Regions from separate parts of the Mus musculus genome. Here all the other regions are linked to region 2. The links are chromatin contacts, called in public Hi-C and HiChIP or PLAC-seq maps. All regions are on one chromosome and are shown on one strand. Each heading gives the region's core, a stretch centred on a gene start, on an enhancer-like site or on the middle of the called end of the contact. The rest is flanking DNA. Distances are from core to core; before and after follow the strand shown. Region 1 overlaps Dlgap1 (DLG associated protein 1). Region 2 overlaps Dlgap1 (DLG associated protein 1). Region 3 overlaps Lpin2 (lipin 2).

What was found. A called contact is a pair of places that touch in the nucleus more often than the background predicts. HiChIP or PLAC-seq counts read pairs in DNA pulled down with a chosen protein or histone mark.
Region 1: a Hi-C map of cerebral cortex shows a contact between it and region 2, with 2.4 times the contacts expected there. The contact joins two enhancer-like sites.
Region 3: a contact with region 2 is called in an H3K27ac HiChIP or PLAC-seq map of microglia, with 4 times the contacts expected there. The contact joins two enhancer-like sites. A contact is called at or near these places in 4 of 115 datasets of contacts at active chromatin or transcription factors (embryonic forebrain, embryonic hindbrain, large pre-B cells and 1 more).

The regions. Positions count from the first base shown.
Region 1 is chr17:70,427,745-70,432,089 of GRCm38.p6, forward strand. All of the region lies in intron 1 of Dlgap1 (DLG associated protein 1), which reads left to right. Among named protein-coding and RNA genes, the nearest start is that of Dlgap1, 5.1 kb to the left of the region's middle. Within about 2 kb of position 2,172, at least 24 of the 459 cell types and tissues checked have an H3K27ac peak or open chromatin away from gene starts, as enhancers often do. A contact at or near this core is called in cerebral cortex, where this site is marked.
Region 2 is chr17:70,753,627-70,758,369 of GRCm38.p6, forward strand. The region is part of intron 6 of Dlgap1 (DLG associated protein 1); the gene reads left to right. Among named protein-coding and RNA genes, the nearest start is that of Gm36746, 38 kb to the left of the region's middle. Within about 2 kb of position 1,520, at least 194 of the 459 cell types and tissues checked have an H3K27ac peak or open chromatin away from gene starts, as enhancers often do. A contact at or near this core is called in cerebral cortex and microglia, where this site is marked.
Region 3 is chr17:71,212,302-71,216,440 of GRCm38.p6, forward strand. Lpin2 (lipin 2) reads left to right here. Exons shown (of 20, transcript NM_001357791.1): 2 at 2,663-2,863. The coding sequence starts at 2,672. Among named protein-coding and RNA genes, the nearest start is that of Lpin2, 31 kb to the left of the region's middle. Within about 2 kb of position 2,765, at least 76 of the 459 cell types and tissues checked have an H3K27ac peak or open chromatin away from gene starts, as enhancers often do. A contact at or near this core is called in microglia, where this site is marked.

The sequences.
Region 1 (4,345 bases), core at 922-3,421, 330 kb before region 2:
CATAGTCAGTATTCACCAAATTATATGGCATAAAAGCATTTTTATTATTAAGTGGATTTTCTGTGTCATGATTTTTGTCCAACCGTAGGCTAAAGTAAATACGCTGTGTATTTTAAGGAAGCGGAGGTCAAGCTGTCTGGGAGGTTACGAGTGTAAAATCCACTTTCAGGTTATATTTTCCGTGGTTTAATAGGCTATCACCTGCTATGACTGGAAGGGCATCTGAAGTGCCCCAGAAAGCACGCTAGAGCGAGACAGGCACACGGATACTGATGACAAAAAGACTATGGTTTTGGCTGCTTCCTCTAGAAAACGGTGCCAACGCGACAAGAATTTTTACTTCTCCAAACCACTCCACAGAAGCACAGCAACTAGAACAGCAAAAACAAAACCCCATGGCTGACTCAGTGATACAGAAGTACTAAACTGCATCACTTTGAACCAAATGTGTGTGTGTGTGTTTTTTTAATATTTGCAGATTGCATGAACTATTAGTTATACTATGGCATGAGTGGCTTTCCTAATGTGTTACAAAAGACAAAAGGAAGGCTGGGGGCTTCCTGTTACCGCCAAGAGACAGAGAAATTAAAGTCATCATAGCTGTCGCCACAAAGCTTGGAGGGTCAGTCTGGGAGGAGCAGTTGAAATCTCTCTGGCTATAGTATGTGGGTGGACATAGAGAACCCTGTGAGCTGGGATAGCCTGAGCCCAGCAGACACTGAAAAGGGGCTCTCAGCACACATCTTCTCTAACCAACCCCCATGTTAAGGAATAAATGTGGGAAATAGAATCCAAATGGAGCAGGAAGATGGCTTAGGGGGCAAACAGACAAAGAGAAAGGCCAGATAGATGTGACAGAAGAAGAGAGGCACCAGGAGGCATGTGGGGGAAAAAGGCTATGGAGAAGGATCCATTAGCCATGGGGTTACATTCCAAGGTCCCTGCTGGCTCCATGGGTACCACTGAAGTCTAGATGCTCTTTCTTCCTATACTCATACCAATGTTAAAGTTGAGTCTGTGAACCTAAACATGGTAAGAGATAAAATGTAATAATAAACCAGAATGAAATATATAAACAATACATTCATATTCATCTCTCTCTCTCTCTCTCTCCTTTTTCTGCTGACACGAAGCAAGTAGACTGTACAGCATAAATAACCTATAACCAGATGACTCATATCCCTGATTGGATGGACTCAGGCAACACAAAGGATTGATCTTAATTACAGTACTTAGAATAATACCTAATTTTAAACTTAGGAAATGTATTTTGGAAATTTTCCATTTAATGTTTTTGGCCTGCGTGTGACTATGGGTGGCTGAACCATCAGGAGAATGAGTCATAGATAAAAGGGAGATTTCTGTGTTTGTAAATGTGTCCTAAGAAGAGAAAAGACAGCCATAGATCTCAGAGCCGTCTGTAGTGTGGCATCTCTCACATAGTGAATGGCCAGTAAAGGACGCAGATCAGGAGCTGTGGATCTGTGAAGACAGCCATCCTGTCTCTGAACAGAAGCCAGTAACAGTGATGCCTTTAAAAGTGTTGCCCATGCCGGGCGGTGGTGGGGCACGCCTTTAATCCCAGCACTCGGGAGGCACAGGCAGGCAGATTTCTGAGTTCAAGGCCAGCCTGGTCTACAAAGTGAGTTCCAGGACAGCCAGGGCTATACAGAGAAACCCTGTCTCAAAAAAAAACAAAAAACAAAAAACAAAAAAACAAAACAAACTAACAAATATATATATATATATATATATATATATATATATGTGTGTGTGTGTGTGTGTGTGTGTGTGTGTGTGTGTGTGTGTGTGTGTGTATGCTCACTTTTCTAGGTAGACAGGGATCTGTAAAATATTCTTTACTTACCTAACGAGGGAGAATGAGACACACCGATAGAAATTAATGTTTTATAGCAATATATTGATATGTTAATAAAAAAAAGACTCACAGCATTTAAAAATAAACCTGTACCTTCGGGAAGAAGGAGCCAGACTAAATAACAGAGAGATGGTCACCAGATTCATCTCGTAAATTTTACTTTAGAGTCACATGAAGCTTCACATCATCATAAAACAAAATTCAATTGAAAGCAATCTGTAGGAATCAACGGTAAAATGAGAGCACTGTGCGTATCTGTCCAGCAGGTGGCGCAGCAAGGCTAAGAGGAGAATGCCAAGGGACTTCAAATTAAGGGCGACATGCATATCCCAAGCTCGCCATGCTTAGGCCAAACACACTGCAAGGAATTGTGAGCTGATTGTTATCCTTACCCCCGCTCGGGTGTCTCAGGATCTACTCTTACGGTGGTGTGTGTGCGGGGGTGTGTGAGTAGACACAGGCATCTTCAGAGCACAGAAAATTGACAAATGACAAAAGAAGATTAAAAAAAAAAAACAAAAAAAACACAAAAAACCCCGTTCTGCGCTTGAGTCTGAGTAAGACATACCATAAATTCATGAAGGTTGTTTTATTAGATAAGTGTTTCCTAGTTTCTGTTTTCAGAAGGATTTAGAAGGTGCTTAGACCCTCACAATGAGACCGTGGTCTCTGCCACCTGTCCGGCCAGAGATGGGTTCCTAAAAGAGAGATAGATTCAGTCTGGGGGCCAGGAACTTAAGCTCTTCTTATCCATACCACAGATATTATATATCTCTAATATCCCACAGGAAGATAATAGTCGCCGTCAAATAAGAGTACGGGTTTTTTTTTGTTGTTGTTGTTGGTTTTTTTGTTTGTTTGTTTGTTTTTTGTTTTTTTTTTAACTGTTTTGTGTTGAAAACGGGTTTAAATCTTTACTCACAACGCAACAACATAAAATACCACCAGGGGGCAGTGCTGTCAGCTAAGCGCTCTCTGGGGATTTCAAAGTGGCCTATGGGATGTGGTAACATTTCTCGTGCTGACTTCTGAAGTTTGCGCAAACTCTGAACTAGCTCATAATCTTTTCTAGAAAGAAATACCTTTTAACTATTCTTGCTGTTCCCCACCCCCCCAAAAAAAGAGGAAAAGTGGATATGGTTAAAAATAGTAATCATAAAATTTGTTAAAGGGTAGCAATTTCTAGTGTGTGCGGAAACAGCATGCAACTTGAAGCTGCATCTTCTTGCAAGCTCTGTCCTTTTCACACTGTCTTCCCAGCATCTTGGCAACTCTGTCGCTTCTGATATTACCTGAGAATAGTTTCTATTCTCAGCCTTCAGCTTTCTCTCTTAGTTCATTCTTAGTTCAACGCAACTCAGTTTTAATTCCAATTCAAAAAAATATGTTAAATAGTAAACTTGGATGTTAGCCCACTGCCTTATAAAAAAAGGAACAAACTAAAATGCCAAAACTAAAGAACAAAGCTATAGAAACTTACAATTTTCTAAAATCTTGCCAAGTTTTTGTTGTTGTTGTTTGATGGTTCAGTTAGGGGAAACATATCTTCTTTGTTTTTACTGTTTTGTTTTAAGATAGTATCTTACAGTGTAGCCCAGACGACGTCCAACTCATCCATCCTCCTGCCTTGGTTCAGCCATCCCAAGTGCTGAAACTGTGAAGGCGTGCCACCCTTCCCTGGTTTATAGTTCACTTTAAAAACACACCAGTCTGTCCACAGAGATTTTGTGCTAGAACATGTAGTGCTGGGCACAGACCATAGAGAATTCATATGTGGCCATAACAACAGCATTTGATGCCCGAGTCAAAATCTAGCTGAGTTCCGTCCGCAACCTCAATATGCAGTGACTCTTCCAGTAGACAAGCAACAACACAGTGTGTGTGTGTGTGTGTGTGTGTGTGTGTGTGTGTGTGTGTGAGAGAGAGAGAGAGAGAGAGAGAGAGAGAGAGAGTGTAACTAGACTCTCTGATTACTACATGAGCTGGGTTCTGAACTCCTCTCTGACCTACTTAAATTCCGATTCCTCATTCCACACAGTTCTCGTGATTTATTTCTCGAAGTCTGTGTGGAATGTGTCATTAGCAGCAGGTGGTGGGGGTGATTATGAAAATACGTGATTAATACCATTAATCCTGCTTGGTTCTGATTCATTTGCTCAGGTCTTTTGTACCTGGAATTTCAGTGGCCTAATCTCTTGGCATTTTATGCATAATAAGCAGCTTGCGATTCGGACGCATGTTTGTGTGACTCGAAATTTCAATTCATTGTAGTTTCTATCAGGATTTCGATAACTTTGGTTCCGCCATATCAGCCAGAATTGTGGGGAAGGAATCTCACTTACAATAAGGTTGCAATGAATTTAAACCAGGGATTATTTTCATATGCAGTGGACAGGCTGGAAGGAAAGTAATGGGAGAGGCTGGAATGCGCAGCACTGTGTCCAGTAAGAAGCTGTCACCGCCACA
Region 2 (4,743 bases), core at 270-2,769:
ACGGGGACATATTTTGAAAAACACACAATTACAAATGCTGAAAAAGAAAAAAAGAAAAAAGAAAAAAACAAAACAATTCCCTAAGCGTAAGAGGAAGTGACTGTGTCTGAGTCAGGGGTAGAAAAAAATCCAGAAAGTCATGGAACAAATGGCAATGACATCTTCCTGGTGATGAATGTGCCAGGACGGCCGTCTGTGTGCACAGTTGACTCAATAGCACCTGTTGGCAAAGCCGGGAGATGAAGTGCTAAAGAGATCGTATTCCCATCTGGGAACAACACCCGCTGCCTGGGAAATTAGTAACCCTGAAGACCGAAATGTCCCTCCCGATTTCAACACACGGTTCCCTGGCTCTAGAAAGGCTGTGTGGTTCACACAGGCCAGCGGCCCTACCAAGCTTACTCAGACCCCCCGGCCTTAACCTTTGCCCTTACACGATGTGGGCAAAAACAACTCTAACATCTCATGGTTTCAGGCATGGGCTGGTTTTGGCTTATAGTATTATTTGATTGTCAAGCTTCGTGGAGGTCTATACTACAGGGCTCAGACCTTAACCCCTGGACCCCGCGCCTTCTGAAGAGACACCTCCAGCATTCTTCAGTGTCCTCTAATTTAGTTAATTAATGAAAGTTTCTGAGAGGACCAGGTACTTTGATCTGAACCTCTCAAGCTTCCGTGTACCGTTTCCAGATGCAGAGCCAGGAAGCGCTGGGTCCTGTGGGCTAACAGCGACTCGGGACTGGGCCTCCATTTCTGCCCAACATTGGAAAGGGGGTAGGGCAGTGTCTAAGAGGATCAGACAGCCTAAAAACACAGCCGCTGGCATTTTACTGGGTGTAGCTGCAGTCTGGGAAGCTGATCTGGCAGTGTGGAAATCTTCAGTAATCCTTATAACACAGGAACCCAGCAGGGCTGACTGGGAAAGCTTCAAAACCCAAAAGGTGTCTGTATGTGGAATATACGAGACAAACAGGGAAAATGGGAGTAATTACAGCAGGAATCACGTTTTGTTGATGCTTTTTCAAGACAAAGCCTGAGTAAGGAGTCCAGGCTGGTCTTGAACCCTGGTCTTCCCACATCGGCCTCAAAAGGAAGAAATCACAGGCCCGAGCCTCCTGCAATGTTTACCAGACCCTGTTCCCAGTATTCTCCCTCACTGATTCTGGGGAGGAGGGGGGCGTCTGAGTCCAGAGGTTTCATTCCGTGGATAATTGTCAATGTGCTTAAATAAAAGTGAAGACTCTCTACAGGTAGATCTGCTAGCGTTTACCTTTAATTTCCGCACTCAGGAGACAGAAGCAGCCTAGTCTACATAGTGAGTTCCAGGACAGCCAAGGCTAAATATCTACCATATCTCGAAAACAACAACAAAAATGGGGACATTTTGAATGGATTCCATCTCTGCACCAGAGACAGGTCGGCACACTTCCACAAAACTTACCAGCGGGAACTGCCGCGGAGTTCCGAACACGTGCATGTTGTTCCGATGTTGGCCACCAGGGCGTGCGAGAGAGCAGGACAGCCTGCAGCACTTAAGTTTGTTTTCCCAGACTTTGTCTTGGGAGGGAGGAGGTTGGGTGCGGGGGCAGTTAGGCGAGATGCAGCTGGCTCAAAAACAATCCGTTTGTTCCCTGAAATTATCCCACTCGCCTTTTAGAAGTCAAAGGTTGCCACGTTACCTGTTGCCAGGTTCCTAAGAGTGCTCGGGGGAAAATGTGGGTGAGAATGGCTCTCCTGAAGCCTGGTGGGGTTTCAAGCTTTGCCCAACACTGACGCTGACATTTGGAGGGCAGCTGCGACGGATCTGAGTCTAGTTTGGTTGCAGGTCTAATAGAGTGGCTGTGACTTACATCCTTTACAGGCATCAAGTGCCTGGGGCTTCCCCCCACCCCACCCCCTTCTTTTAATGGCACTTAGCTTTCAGATTCCTCCCCTCCCGGGATTTCTATACAGTGCACGCTCTGTGCAAACCAGCCACGCCTCCGGAATTCCAAGTTTTGTAGCAACCTTTTAGTTGGGAATATATATGTATTATGTTTTTATATATAGATATGAATCCCAAACATTGCGTCCAAGAGACAAGCCTTTCCTTTCTTCCTGCCTCTGAGAACAATGTTTTGTTTGATTAGCCCGGGCAATGGGGCTCTCCCTCGAAAAGGCGGGGGCTATCAGTTGAATAGATCTTCAAGCCAGACATGCCGAGGCTTGGGGCGTTTGTCTGGCATTAGGAAGTGTCTGGGATCCTGGTAATCACCAACTGGCGAGGGTGTGGATGACTGCAAGAGTTATTGCCGGCCCCTCCCTCCTCGGCTCGCTCAGAGCCGCTTCCCCCCCCCCCCCCATTCAGTGACAGGGAAAAGTGTTTTCCGTGGAGGATGCCTTGAGTGGAAGTCATTCTCACACAGGCACCTCCCAGGAGCCAGAATGCATACTAACTACTGTGGGGTGCACTGTACCTCCCAGAGGTGGGCTGGCAAGCGAGTGCGCCTCACCAACCACCAGGATCTCTCTGGGTGGCCTGAAAAGGGGGAAGCTGTAAATATTTTTGAAATAGGGCAGTAATTTTTCCATGTGGACTCTGTTGGGCAGAGATTTTGCAAGGTTTTGTTAATTTTTTAGAACTTATATATACTTAGGTATTTTCTCTTTTTAAAATTGTTTGTTTGTTTGGTAGTTCTGAGGATTAAAGGCAGACCTTTTTGAGACTGCAGCAAGATTTCTACATAGCCCTGGCTGTCCTGGAACTTGCTATGTAGACCAGGCTGGCCTCAAACTCACAGGGATCCGCCAGCTGGAGAGATGGCTCAGAGGTCCAGAGCACTTGCAGAGGACCTGTGTTCCATTCCCAGCACTTACGTGAGGGCTTTTGACCATCCCGACACCAGCTGCACGGGATCCGGTCCACAGGCAGCAGGTATGCATGTGGTGGACAGAATACACAGGGGGGGGGGCGGGGGGGGAGGTAAAAATCATATGCATAAATTTAAATAAATCTTTTAAAGAAAGAAAGAAAATTGTCTGATCTGTGCTTGTGCGCCTTCCCAGGAAATGAGTCGTCACTACAGAATAATGTCCTTCTGTTCTGTGTATGAACAATGTGTGACTACACATCTTACAGATTTGTTTTGTTTGTTTATTTGTAATATTACACACACACACACACACACACACACACACACATACACATCATGTAGGCATCAAGCTCACAGAAATCTGCCTGCCACTCTAGTGTCAGGATTAACCACTAAGCCTGATGTTTTTGTTGTTGCTGTTGTTAATTAAAACTGCATCTATTTATTTTGTATGTGTATGGGCATATGCATGCCACGATGTGCATGTGGAAGCCAGAGGACAACTTTTGAGAGTCGGTTGTCACCTTCTGCCATGTGGGTCTCTGGGGATCGACTCAGGCTGTGAAGCTTGGCAGCTGGTGTGTTTACGATCGAGCCCTCTCTCAGACTCATGCAGGTCTTGTTCTTTTAATTTCTCTCGTTTGTTTTGTATGCACTTGTGTGATCTCATATGTGCGATCTGGTGTGCATTGGAAGATCAGAGTACCACTTGCAAGATCTGGTTCTTTCTCTCCACCACGTGGTTTTAGGGTGAACTTGATTAATAACTGCTTTTATACAAGTTCAGTCTGGTAGCAGCCTGGGACTCAAGGGGAAAACTGTAGGTTAGCAAGCTTGTGGTCCTGGGTTCAAAGATCTAATACCACAGAAACAACACCAATAAAAGTCCCTCGCAGGGCTGGTGAGATGGCTCAGTGGGTAAGAGCACCCGACTGCTCTTCCAAAGGTCCAGAGTTCAAGTCCCAGCAACCACATGGTGGCTCACAACCATCCATAATGAGATCTGACTCCCTCTTCTGGAGTGTCTGAAGACAGCTACAATGTACTTTCATATAATAAATAAATCTTTAAAAAAAAAAAAAAAAAAAAAAAAAAAAAAAAAAAGTCCCTCGCAGACACCTGCACAAACTAGCTCATACACACACTTATTCACATAATTTAAAATAAATCTTAAGTGGGGACAAAGAGACCAACAAGAAGGTGGTCCCTGCCCCTGCTCGCCTGTGTGTTCAATGACCACCTAACATCTGTCCTTAGGAGCTGACAGAGGATGACCAAAGTGGGCAGAGTCTACATGAACTTCCAGAAAGCCTTCTCCTGACCCACCCACCACCACCACCACTCCACCCCCACCCCGGAGTTCCCTGAGGCTTGCCACACCAGCACTGTCTTTCATTGAGAAAGTAGACAACTGGGCTGGAGAGATGGCTCAGAGGTTAAGAGCACAGACTGCTCTCGCAGAGGTCCTGAGTTCAATTCCTAGCAACCACATGGTGGTGTAAGACTCCGGGGAGCCTTAGCTTATCAGGGACCCCCAGAGTGAACCAGGTAGAGTTGAGATCAGTGCAAAAAGCAAGAGGAATTTATTGTTCCAGTGCACTGGAGTCTCACCATCACTCGGGCAGCGAGTGATGCAACTAGGCACAATATGATTGGCGGGACGGTGCACGCTTTAAACTGATTGGTCTTTAGGGAATGAGATGACTAGGATTTCCCTTGTCTGAAGGCGGGCAAGGGTCTGTCCTGCATCCTGCAGAATGTGTCCCCACCCTCAGGTCAGATCCTGCCCAGTGGTCTGAGAAATGTCAATTAGCCTCTCCCTTTTGGAGGGGCAAGTGTTTCATGGCCTTTGCAAAGTTGCAAAGCTGACATGTGACTCACAACCATCTGT
Region 3 (4,139 bases), core at 1,515-4,014, 460 kb after region 2:
TTTTGGGGGGAGGGTTGTTTTGTTTTCTTTTTAATGGTAAGTCTATACCATGAAATACTGTGCAGCAATAAAATAGAATGAGTTCATTAATACAGCCATCTGGATCAGTCTCCAGAGAATTATGAGGGAAAGAAGGCAGTCCTAAAAGGCTACATTCTTCATGGTGCTGTGTGTATGACTTCCTTTCTAAATGGCAGACATTTCAGAAATAGAAAACATATTAATGTTGCCAGGGACTGGGGAGGAGAAGGCAAGAGAAAAATGTGTGTGACTGTATGGGGCAACAGGATTGTTGTGCTGATGGTGGAATTTCGGGTTTTCACAATCCCACCCCCATCCTAGACTGGGTTTCTCTGTGTAGCCCTGGCTGTCCTAGAACTCACTTTGTAGGCCATGCTGGCTACAAACTTAGAGATCCACCTGCCTCTGCTTCCCAAGCGCTGGGATTAAAGGCGTGCGTTAACGCTGCCTGGCGTGTTCCGTCATTACCTGCGATTGTTGGTGTCCTTGTTATGATATTTTGCTTGTGCATCCCAATTAACACCAAGTAAAAGACACTCAGTTGAGTGGACGCTCAGTAGAGGATTTGGGGCAGCCATATTCTTTCTTGGAGCTCTGAAGGTCTACACTGATCTCACAGCAGTTTACTGTTGTTTATTTGCTGTATTAGAGGTAGGATCTCATGCAGCCCAGGCCGCTTCTGAACTCTGGATCCAGAAATGTTAATCTTTAAAAACATAATGAGCCAGGAATAGTGGTGCTCAGGAGGCAGAGGCAAGTGGGTCTCTGTGAGTCCAGGCCGGTAGCGTCCTCATAGTGAATTCCAGGCCTGCTGGGGCTACATAGTAAGACCATTTCAAAAAGAAAAAATACAATGAGATTATCCATGAGTGATCTGATGGAATAGTATTTCTGCTGCACATAGTACAGTAATGACTCTTAGCTGTTTATTGGTTTTAGCTTGTTTATTGGTAGTTCATTTGATAGTTCTTTCCTTATTCAAGAAATAATTATTGTCAAATATAGTAGCACACACCTGTAATCCCAACACTTTAGAGACTAAAGTTGTCTTAAGTTCTAGGCCATCTTGACTACAAAGAGACCCTGGAGAGAAAGGTTGGTCAGGAGTGGTGGCACCTTTAATCTCAGCATCCAGGAGGCAGGGGTGGGCAGATCCCTCTGTGCTCAGAAGCAACCTAGTCTATGTCTTGAGTTTCAGGCCAGCCAGGACTGTACAGTGAGACTCTATCTCAAAAAAATTTTTTTTTCAAAAATTAAGTATTTGATGTGTGCTTAATCTGGCCTTGCTATCAAAATAAAAGCAACCATCCTCATCCTAAAACCAAAGCCACCTGTTTATAATTGTTTCATGGCTATAACATATTTTCTTTATAATTATGACATCCTCCACCTTAGGAGATCGTAGTAAATGTAGCTGCTTGTGTACATTGCACAAAGCAAGCTCTTTGGAATGTGCAGTTGGAAACCTTGGAATACCCAGGGGAATAATCAGGATTATATGCTTCAGGCTACTCAACAGCTAGACTGTGGTTACAGTCATCTCTGTATAGACTGTTGAGTGGAGTCTGTCTTGCCTTAGGCACTGACTGTCTCTGGCCAGTAGGCTGAGTTATGTGCTGATGGGACCTGGCAGGTCCACTTCATTTTTTTTAGGGGATCAGCACTTTGTCCCTGTTCCACCTAGGACTTACCTGACAACACAGAATGTCTCTCTAGAACTTTGCAAATATGGAATCTTGAGCTTAGGGCAACCAGAGCTGGTTTAGAGAGGCCACTCTGCGCAGTTAATAGTTTGGACTCATTACTCCTAGAGTCCAATAAAAATTGACTTCTGCATTAGCCTAAAGCTGGAGGTTTTTCTGATCCTACATCCAGGGGATGGACTCTCTGTGGATTTGGCTTTAACGTAACATAAAGGTGTCTGCTGAGTGATGGTGTGTTCACCCGCTGGAGGGAGAGCTGACAGCCTGAGGACTAATGGGTTTGTTTTGGTGTGGGTTGGGTTTTTCAGTGGATGAGTCAGGGTAAGGGGTGAAGCCAGATTTAGATGTACCCTCTCTCTTTTGAATTGCAGAGCTCTGGTGATCTTGATTTGAGTAGTGAGTTGAAGTTGAGAAACCAAAACCCCTTTTGTGCTCTGAACATTGTGGGACACAAACGTTATGTCCCATTATGCCATGTTGAGGTTCTGAAGTCATGGTACGTGTGTTAGTCTTGGCGCAGCTTACCACAGCTCGCTTGACGCAGCATGTACCTGATGTATCTGAACCAGAAGATCTCGGTTCTCAGTTGTATCCCTTGTCTCTCTGCAAAGATAAATCCCAAGCTTCCCCTGGAGGTGACAGTCCTCCTGTCCTTGCCTCCTGTGGTCAGAGTGGACATAGTACTGCAGGTCCTGAGCGGTTGGTGGAGGGAGATGAAGACAGTTGGCCCCACCCTGGGGTGTGGAAGGAAACAGAACTTCCACAGCCTCCAACCCCACTTAGAGGCACTGCCAGTCTGAGACATATGTGTGATGTAGCTGGGGCAGCAGGAGAGCAATGGGCTCTGGACAGCAGAGCAGAGTGTATGTTTAATCAAACTCTTTATGTCGTTGCTGTTAGTTGTCAAAGTTAGTGCTGACATCGTTTTCTTTTCTCAGTCTCAAACCATGAATTATGTGGGCCAGCTGGCTGGGCAGGTGCTCGTCACTGTGAAGGAACTCTACAAGGGCATTAACCAAGCCACGTTGTCTGGATGCATCGATGTGGTCGTGGTGAGGCAGCAGGATGGCTCCTACCAGTGCTCGCCTTTTCACGTACGCTTCGGGAAGCTGGGTGTCCTGAGGTCCAAGGAGAAAGTGGTGAGTGCACAGGTCACCATGGTGACCGGCCCCTTCCTCTTACTCTTTTTTTTTTTTTTAAACTTGCATGCTATTGAAGACCATGGTAAGAAACCAACTTTATAGGTACTGCTTTTGAATTGGCTTCTAAATTCAAAAGACTCTCTTATAGAAAGTTTCTCCAAATGAAAAAGAAACTGAAATCATGAAGAGACTCAGAACAAAACTGGAGATAATTACAAATGAGGAAGTTGGGCTTATTTTGAAAAAGAAATTTTGCTTTATTTAATATAGCACTTTAAAATAGTGTAGGGCCAGCAAGATGATTCAGTGGTAAAGGCTCTCTCCATCAGTCCTGAGACCCACAGGGTGCAACAAGAGAACACACTCAGAAGTCATCCAGTGACTTGACCCGTGTACCCTGTGGCTCATGTACATGCTTTAAATCCTCAGTTTAAAAAAAAAAAAAGGCTCTCTAAAAATAAAATAATGCAGTCTGGAGATACAGCTTAGTCAGCAAAACATTTGCATACCATGCACCAAGCCTGTGCAGGCACTGAGGAGGTAGAGACAGAAGGACAGGAGCATTCTCAGCTCAGCCACATAGCAGAGGTGCACGAGGCCAGCCTGAGACACAGGAGAGCCTGTTGATTGATTGATTGATACATACACACAAACATATATGATAATATTGTTGTACTGATTATGAGTAGGTAGACTAAGCTCATGTAATCAAGTGTAGATTATATTTATTTAAAAGAAATAAACACCCCAATTGAATGTTTGTATTTTTCCTCTTTTGCATTTAATGGGGGGCAGTGTTTGGATGTTTTTAAATTATCATTTCCCTCAAGTATTGGGCAATAAGAAGGTTTTTGAATTGTGTGTATGGTAGGTTTTAAAACAGAGTTAATGATAAAACTTTGTAGAGCATGTATTTGGCAACTTTTCACTTCCACATTGTCTTCCACATGGTGATAATAATGTCAGCAACTCTTACTAAGATTTCGGAGCACTTTGCCACTGGGTAGCACAGTGGAAGGGTGGGTGCCGAAGGACCAACATGCACAAGTTAAAGAGGTTTTTGCTGGTGTTTTTTTGGATATACATCTCCCTCTACTTAGGCTTTGGGTTTTTGAAACTGAAAGAAAGTGGGTTTCCAAAACTAGACTTTATTTTTCAAAGAGAAACCATCTCTTTGGGTGTTATAAAATCATTTCCCACTGGATTTTTCAGACTAGCCTTTGCTTGATCCCATTAGAAAGCAGAAGCAGCTACAGTGTTACTTCTTGGCCTG